Regions from separate parts of the Zea mays genome. Here region 2 is linked to region 1. Evidence: chromatin contacts called from public Hi-C data. All regions are on one chromosome and are shown on one strand. Each heading gives the region's core, a stretch centred on a gene start, on an enhancer-like site or on the middle of the called end of the contact. The rest is flanking DNA. Distances are from core to core; before and after follow the strand shown. Region 1 holds the start of LOC103654689 (protein PHYTOCHROME-DEPENDENT LATE-FLOWERING). Region 2 holds the start of LOC100272964.

Region 1 (3,048 bases), core at 241-2,740:
GCCAATACTAGCTAATTTTACATTGCTTGATTGCTCCAACTAAAATTATAAGGTACTTCAATACTAAAGCAAGGGTGCAACAGAAAGAGCTGGACAAGATAACATCCCTGGTCTCAACAGATACTAGTACAACTCAAAAGAATCTCCAGTATTGGTGATCCTATGTTTATTGGAAATTAGGAGCATTGCCCTTGCTTCATGGCAAATACTTTGCCTCGTTTAGATCCTTGGAATTGAATTCCATTCTAATAAAAGTAATTTAGGCACATCAATTAAGCTAATACGGTTTTATGTAAAATATATTTGTATACTATTATTAACAAGATGTCGGGATATTTATGTGCTACATTTTTATAAAGTAGTGAGTCGAAGAGCGTCCTATAAGTTGCAGAGTAGAAACATATTCTACTGATATATAAAATTATTTCTCATCCTCTACTCCATAAATTTGAGATAGGCTTATATCTAAACTTTGTAAAGTGGTGGAATGTCAAATTCCAAGCTAAATAGGTTACTTTATTAAGTAAATTTCAGTTCCTCTAAAATGAATGGATCCAAACGCCCCATTAGGTCAATCCCTTGGAAACCACACCTGAATGCTCTAAACCCAATAGACAATCAAAAGTAAGGTAATTGATAACAAACAATTAGCTAGAGTGTTGCACAAGACAAATAGTTGTTTGGTAGATACTGAGTTCAAGCAGGCCAAATTGGCACCCTCAGCTACTATAGCCGAACTGCTACACATAGCCATCCAAAAAAACGAGCTTAAACCCAAAAAAAGAGGGAAAAAGTACGAGTCCCCCCCCCCCCAAAAAAAAGTCTTTGAATGTTCAGTCCTTCCGAAGGATTTGACCACTCCAAACGAAAATGCGATTGATTGTCCAACGCAAGCTTTCGAGCCGAAATCACCAAAAATATTAATCCTTGTAGCGAATTAACGAAATTCGCCTGAAAACAAAAAAAATCGAGGTCAGATTTTTCATCAGTTCCTCGACAAATTGCTTTCCGCTCCTTGATCCCCCCCCCCCCCCCCCACCCCCCACTGTTGGCACCCAAACCATCTCGAAGCGACACACAAACCAAACAAGCAAGCGATAGAAGCCACGAGCGCCTCACCTCGCGTGTCGACTCAGACAGCGAACCCTCCTTCCCACCCGCGCCCGGCTTTTCCGCCACCGCCGCGGACGCCGAGCGCGCGGCCGGGTGCACGCGGACCCCGACCTTCGACAGCTTGAACGAGATCCCCATCCACACGGTTGTCAGGCTTCCTCCGCCGTCTCCTTGACCTTCACCGCGGACGAGGTCGGGCGTGGTGGTGGGGGGTGGGTGGCGGGGGGGGGGGGGAGAGATCGGTGTACGGTGACGCCGGGCTGGAAAAAAATCGTGACAGTTTTGCCTATCTATGATTTGTGAGGTTAACAAACGCAGGAACGGCGGCCGCATACGCTAATCATACGATTGGTTGGTTTCATCGTTTTGTCCTAGATCACTGCACGCATTGACTTTAACTGAGTGTATGTTTGGTTGCCTGCACATCGAAGACGTGGGCTGCACAAGCCGATACAAAACAAGTCATTTAAAGGCTAATTGCATGCATCCGTTCGTACCGCCAAAACGCATATATCCGACCAGTCAGGCTCGGGCAGGCGTGCAGCCACGGACACAGGGAACCAATCAGCCGGTAAATATATAGATCGGACTGATGGATTGGGTTTATACCAGGACTCGCTTGCATGCGTTGACTCGCTCCAACAATTGTCTCAAATAATTAGAGGATGTTTGCGACTCTAGAAAATTTGGTAGAGTATTTCATAATAGTTTTATTCCAAAACTCTGTACGGAACAGCTCTGCTTTAGAGTTTAGACTAGCCGGTTACCCGTGCATTGCGACGGCTCACAACAATACCCACGTAAATTATTCACCAAAAATATCTCAAAATTTTTTTATTGATTGTCTCTAGTCTTCACATAATATTTTTTTATTAACGCACGGGTACCATAGACAGCAAATCAGAGCTCGCCTCCTCCACTTCCAAGGTTTCGTAGAGCAAGAGGGGAAGGAAAGAGGCGGACATACCTGTTCGTTGTCGGAGAAGGACACGACGAAGACCTTGGCATCTGGAGGCGACATATGTATTATACCGATAGATATATAGGGAGAGAGCACACAAGCGGAGAAAGAAGCCCAGTCGGAGCAGCTCCAAACTGAGAGGCACCCGCACCAGGCGTCAGTCCGAGACGGACGAGAGAATGTGAGTGTCTTCCCAGCCCTGAACCCGCTGAAGCGACACAACACCACCACAACTCCATAGCATATGCTGACTGCTGTCACGCTACGAGCCATGATTGTCCAATATAACAGACCTGGACTCCTCATCGCCAAGATAACCTAAGTGTGGCAGGTGCCACCATGTCCTCCTCGACGGCACATGTAGAGAAAGGTCAGGAGCATGACCGACTCGCCCCGTACCCGCGTCGACGAGCGTCGGTCGGCTCGCGGCTACTACCGTGGGCGGAGGCAGCATGTTGGGGGTGGGGTGGGGGGGGAGAGATCGGTGTACGGTGACGCCGGGCTGGAAAAAAATCGAGACAGTTTTGCCTATCTATGATTTGTGAGGTTAACAAACACAGGAACGGCGACCACATACGCTAATCATATGATTGGTTGGTCGCATCGTTTTATCCTAGATCACTGCATGCATTGACTTTACCTGAGCGTATGTTTGGTTGCCTGCACATCGAAGGCGTGGGCTGCACAAGCCGATGCAAAACAAGCCATTTGAAGGCTAATTGTCTGCATCCGCTCGTACCGCCAAAACGCATGTATCTGACCAGCCAGGCTCGGGCGAGCGTGCAGCCACGGACACAGGGAACCAATCAACCGGTAAATGTACAGATCGGACTGATGGACTGGGTTTATACCGTCAGGACTCGCTTGCATGCGTGGACTCGCTCCAACAATTGTCTCAAATAATTAGAGGATGTTTGCGACTCTAGAAAATTTGGCAGAGTATTTCATAATAGCTTTATTCCAAAACTCTGTAC
Region 2 (3,048 bases), core at 404-2,903, 290 kb after region 1:
TGGGTACAAGAAAATCAAGATGAAAGCACGGATCTAGATATGAATTGACCCCATCCATACCTAGGGGCGTGGTTGATTAGACAGGATCTGCAATACCTCTGACCGTCTTCGGGAGGGAATCAAACCGCTCATCTAGCCTAGCAGTCTTCGGGAGGGAGCAATCTCTCTGACCATCGCGAGCTCGGCACTCTCGACCACCGTACGAGTACGCGCCGCAGCCACCTCAACCTCCTGGATCTCAAGGAGGCGGCGCTCCTCCTCAGAGTCGACGCAGGTACGCTGCTATCACGATGGGGAAGGCGGGGGCTGGGTCAGTGCGCAGGTGTCGGCGAGATCCGTGGTCAGAAAGAGCAGATCGAGCCGTCCGTCCGAGGCACGCTGAACACGATGCGATCGTGCGCGAAGGCCGGGACGGTGCGGCGCGTGATCCTGACCTCGTCGGTGGCCGAAGTCTACATCAGGCCGGACCTGCTGCAACTGCGAGGCGACGGGCACGTGCTGGACGAGGAATCCTGGTCCGACGTCGAGTACCTCAGGGCCAACAGGCCACCGACCTGGGACCTCTGACCGTCGCGAGCTCGGCACTCTCGACCACCGTACGAGTACGCGCCGCAACCACCTCGACCTCCTAGATCTCAAGGAGGCGGCGCTCCTCCTCAGAGTCGACGCAGGTCGCGGGTGCCTTCGCGTCGAATGCCACACAAGCGCGTGCCGTGGCGCCTCCTCACGCGGCGGACAGGAGCTAGGCAGGCATCGCGTCGAGGCTAAGGGGAGGGGGCGTCTGGGAGATGCTGCTATCACGATGGGGAAGGCGGGGGCTGGGTCACTGCGTCTGCGCTGGTGTCGGCGAGATCCGTGGGCGGCAATTTGGGGGTGAGGATAGAGGAGATTAGGGGCGGCTGGAACTGCGGCCGCGGGGTTTGCGGGAGAGAGAGGAGAGCCGGGGCGGCGGGGATTGCGGCCGCGGGGAGAGACCATGGGCGGGCGGGGCACGGTGGATCCGCGACGCCTTCCATAACGGGCTGTGGGGACGGTGGAAACACGGGCGTTGATGGCGGGTTGCAACCGAGGCAGAACCGTGCACCTATACTGTGAACGCCTACAATAGGATTTTAAGGAGTAGTAGAGATATGTGAAGTTTAGAGTGAACATCCTTCAATCATGATTTTTGCTCTTCTAGCTGAGAAAAAGAAAAAAAACGAACAAACACCGGGTTTTTACATTTTTCGCTATTTAGGGCTAGTTTAGAAACCCATAATCTCAATGAATTTTTATTTTCTAAAGAGAAATTAGTTATTTTTTCTTGTTAAAATATAAATCCTTGGAAAAATAGAGCTTCTAAACTGGCCTTTAAGCTTTGAACTTTGAAAGTTTGAAACTAATAAAAAGCAAAATAGGTAACAATCGGTGCTATTATTACCATGAACCTACTCTATTATTCTATGTAAAAATATACACTATTTGCCTAAGTTTTCTTGCGTTGACAAGATCAGAGACTTGGGGCAACCTGGCGGGCTCGCGGCAGCCGGTGTTTTCCCCTTCCCGCAAGGCAACCAAACCCCGAAAGCGGAGCCGCCCTCACCTGACCACCACCTTCTTCTTCCCAGTTCTTCCGCCCGATGCCTCCGCATCATCACGCCCCCCTCCCGCGAAACCGCGTCTAGGGTTCTCGCCTTCACCCACCCACCCACCCTACTCTCCTCTCCCCTTTTCCCTTCCGCAACGTCGCCGCCGCCGTCGCACGCAGATGGCACTCCTCGGCGACGCGCTGCGGCAGGCCTTCTTGATGCCACGGCGCGCCTACGCGGCGCTCCGCGACGACGAGCAGTCCTTCCCGCCGCGTCTCCGCCGCCCGCTGGCCGTGACCGCCGCCTGCTGTGTCGCCGCCGCTGTGGCAGCTGCCGCGTGCGTCAGCCTCGGGATCGTGTTCCCTGCCGAGCCCGCGGAGCGGCCCTTCTGCCGGGAGCGCCGCATGCTGGAGGCGCTGCCTGCCGCCGCCAGCAGCAGGGAGGAGGAGCCCGAGGCGTACCGGTACCGCGGGGGTGCCTTCTACATGACCACCGCTGAGGCCGCCGACTTCTACTGGATGGTCGTCTTCGTGCCATCCGCCGTCCTCTTTGGCGCCTCGTTCACCTACCTTGTAGCTGGTGAGTCGCAATCTCGTTCCCGGTGGCACTGATGTGATTTTTGTTAGAACTATATGTGGTATACTAGATAGGTCGATGTATTTATTAGCTTTTCTGTATTGGACATTGGGTTTGTATTGACAATTGTAGGTATTGATTGCAACTTAAAGATAGTTTGTGTGTGTAATAGAACATCATGTGTCTCGTTTGTCTTGCTTTACCATGTGAATTTGTTTTTTTAATGCTGGTTGCATATGTGGCCTAAATGGGCATGAGGTCTCAATTTGTCTACGGAATATTTGATGAACTTTGCTATGACATGTGTGTTAGAGAAGCTGTTTTATGTGTAGGCAGGTGAGGATATTTTGTAGATATTTATGCTGCAGTAGTTTTATGTGTTTCGTTTGTATATTTTGTATAGTCGGTACATATTGGTAGCTCATATATGCTTTGTATTAGGCTATCTCCAGCAGCTTACCCATCCCCATACCCATATTCAAACTTCACTCTGCGAACAGTGCAAAACAGTGCTTTTGGGTAGACTGCTGCAGACGGTCTTAGACATTTTTTTGTCACTCGTGCCTTTTTCTTGGTAGATAAGAATGTCATTGACAAAAACCCTTAAAATTCATTTTCTCCTTCTCTATTTAAACATTGAAGTATTAAACCAGTACATACTTACAGGAATGTCTGTTGCATATGCTGCTCCAAGAAGGCATCCGATGATCTGTGTTGTTGAGAACAACTTTTGTGCTTCTAGAAGAGGTGAGTTTTCATATACATCCTTCTCTAAGATCTTTATGATGTGTCTTGGATTTTTCTAAAATGAACTCGACTTGCGGAGCCTAAGACAACATCTAAACCCTTGCCCCGCCCATACACGACACTATAGCCCATGTGAGGCTGACCATGACTCAGTCTG

The links. Hi-C and Micro-C count contacts between places; a contact is called where the count stands out from the background.
Region 2: a contact with region 1 is called in a Hi-C map of leaf, with 2.5 times the contacts expected there. The contact joins the promoter of LOC100272964 here to the promoter of LOC103654689 in region 1. A contact is called at or near these places in 4 of 25 Hi-C or Micro-C datasets (ear, leaf and tassel).

The regions. Positions count from the first base shown.
Region 1 is chr4:227,846,253-227,849,300 of Zm-B73-REFERENCE-NAM-5.0, forward strand. LOC103654689 (protein PHYTOCHROME-DEPENDENT LATE-FLOWERING) reads right to left here and starts at 1,491. Exons shown (of 12, transcript XM_008681534.3): 1 at 1,120-1,491. The coding sequence starts at 1,446.
Region 2 is chr4:228,135,743-228,138,790 of Zm-B73-REFERENCE-NAM-5.0, forward strand. It overlaps LOC100272964, which reads left to right and starts at 1,654. Exons shown (of 3, transcript NM_001147416.1): 1 at 1,654-2,147; 2 at 2,811-2,891. The coding sequence starts at 1,748. LOC103654690 (sister chromatid cohesion protein PDS5 homolog B-B-like) reads right to left here and starts at 1,011. Exons shown (of 3, transcript XM_020551950.2): 1 at 61-1,011.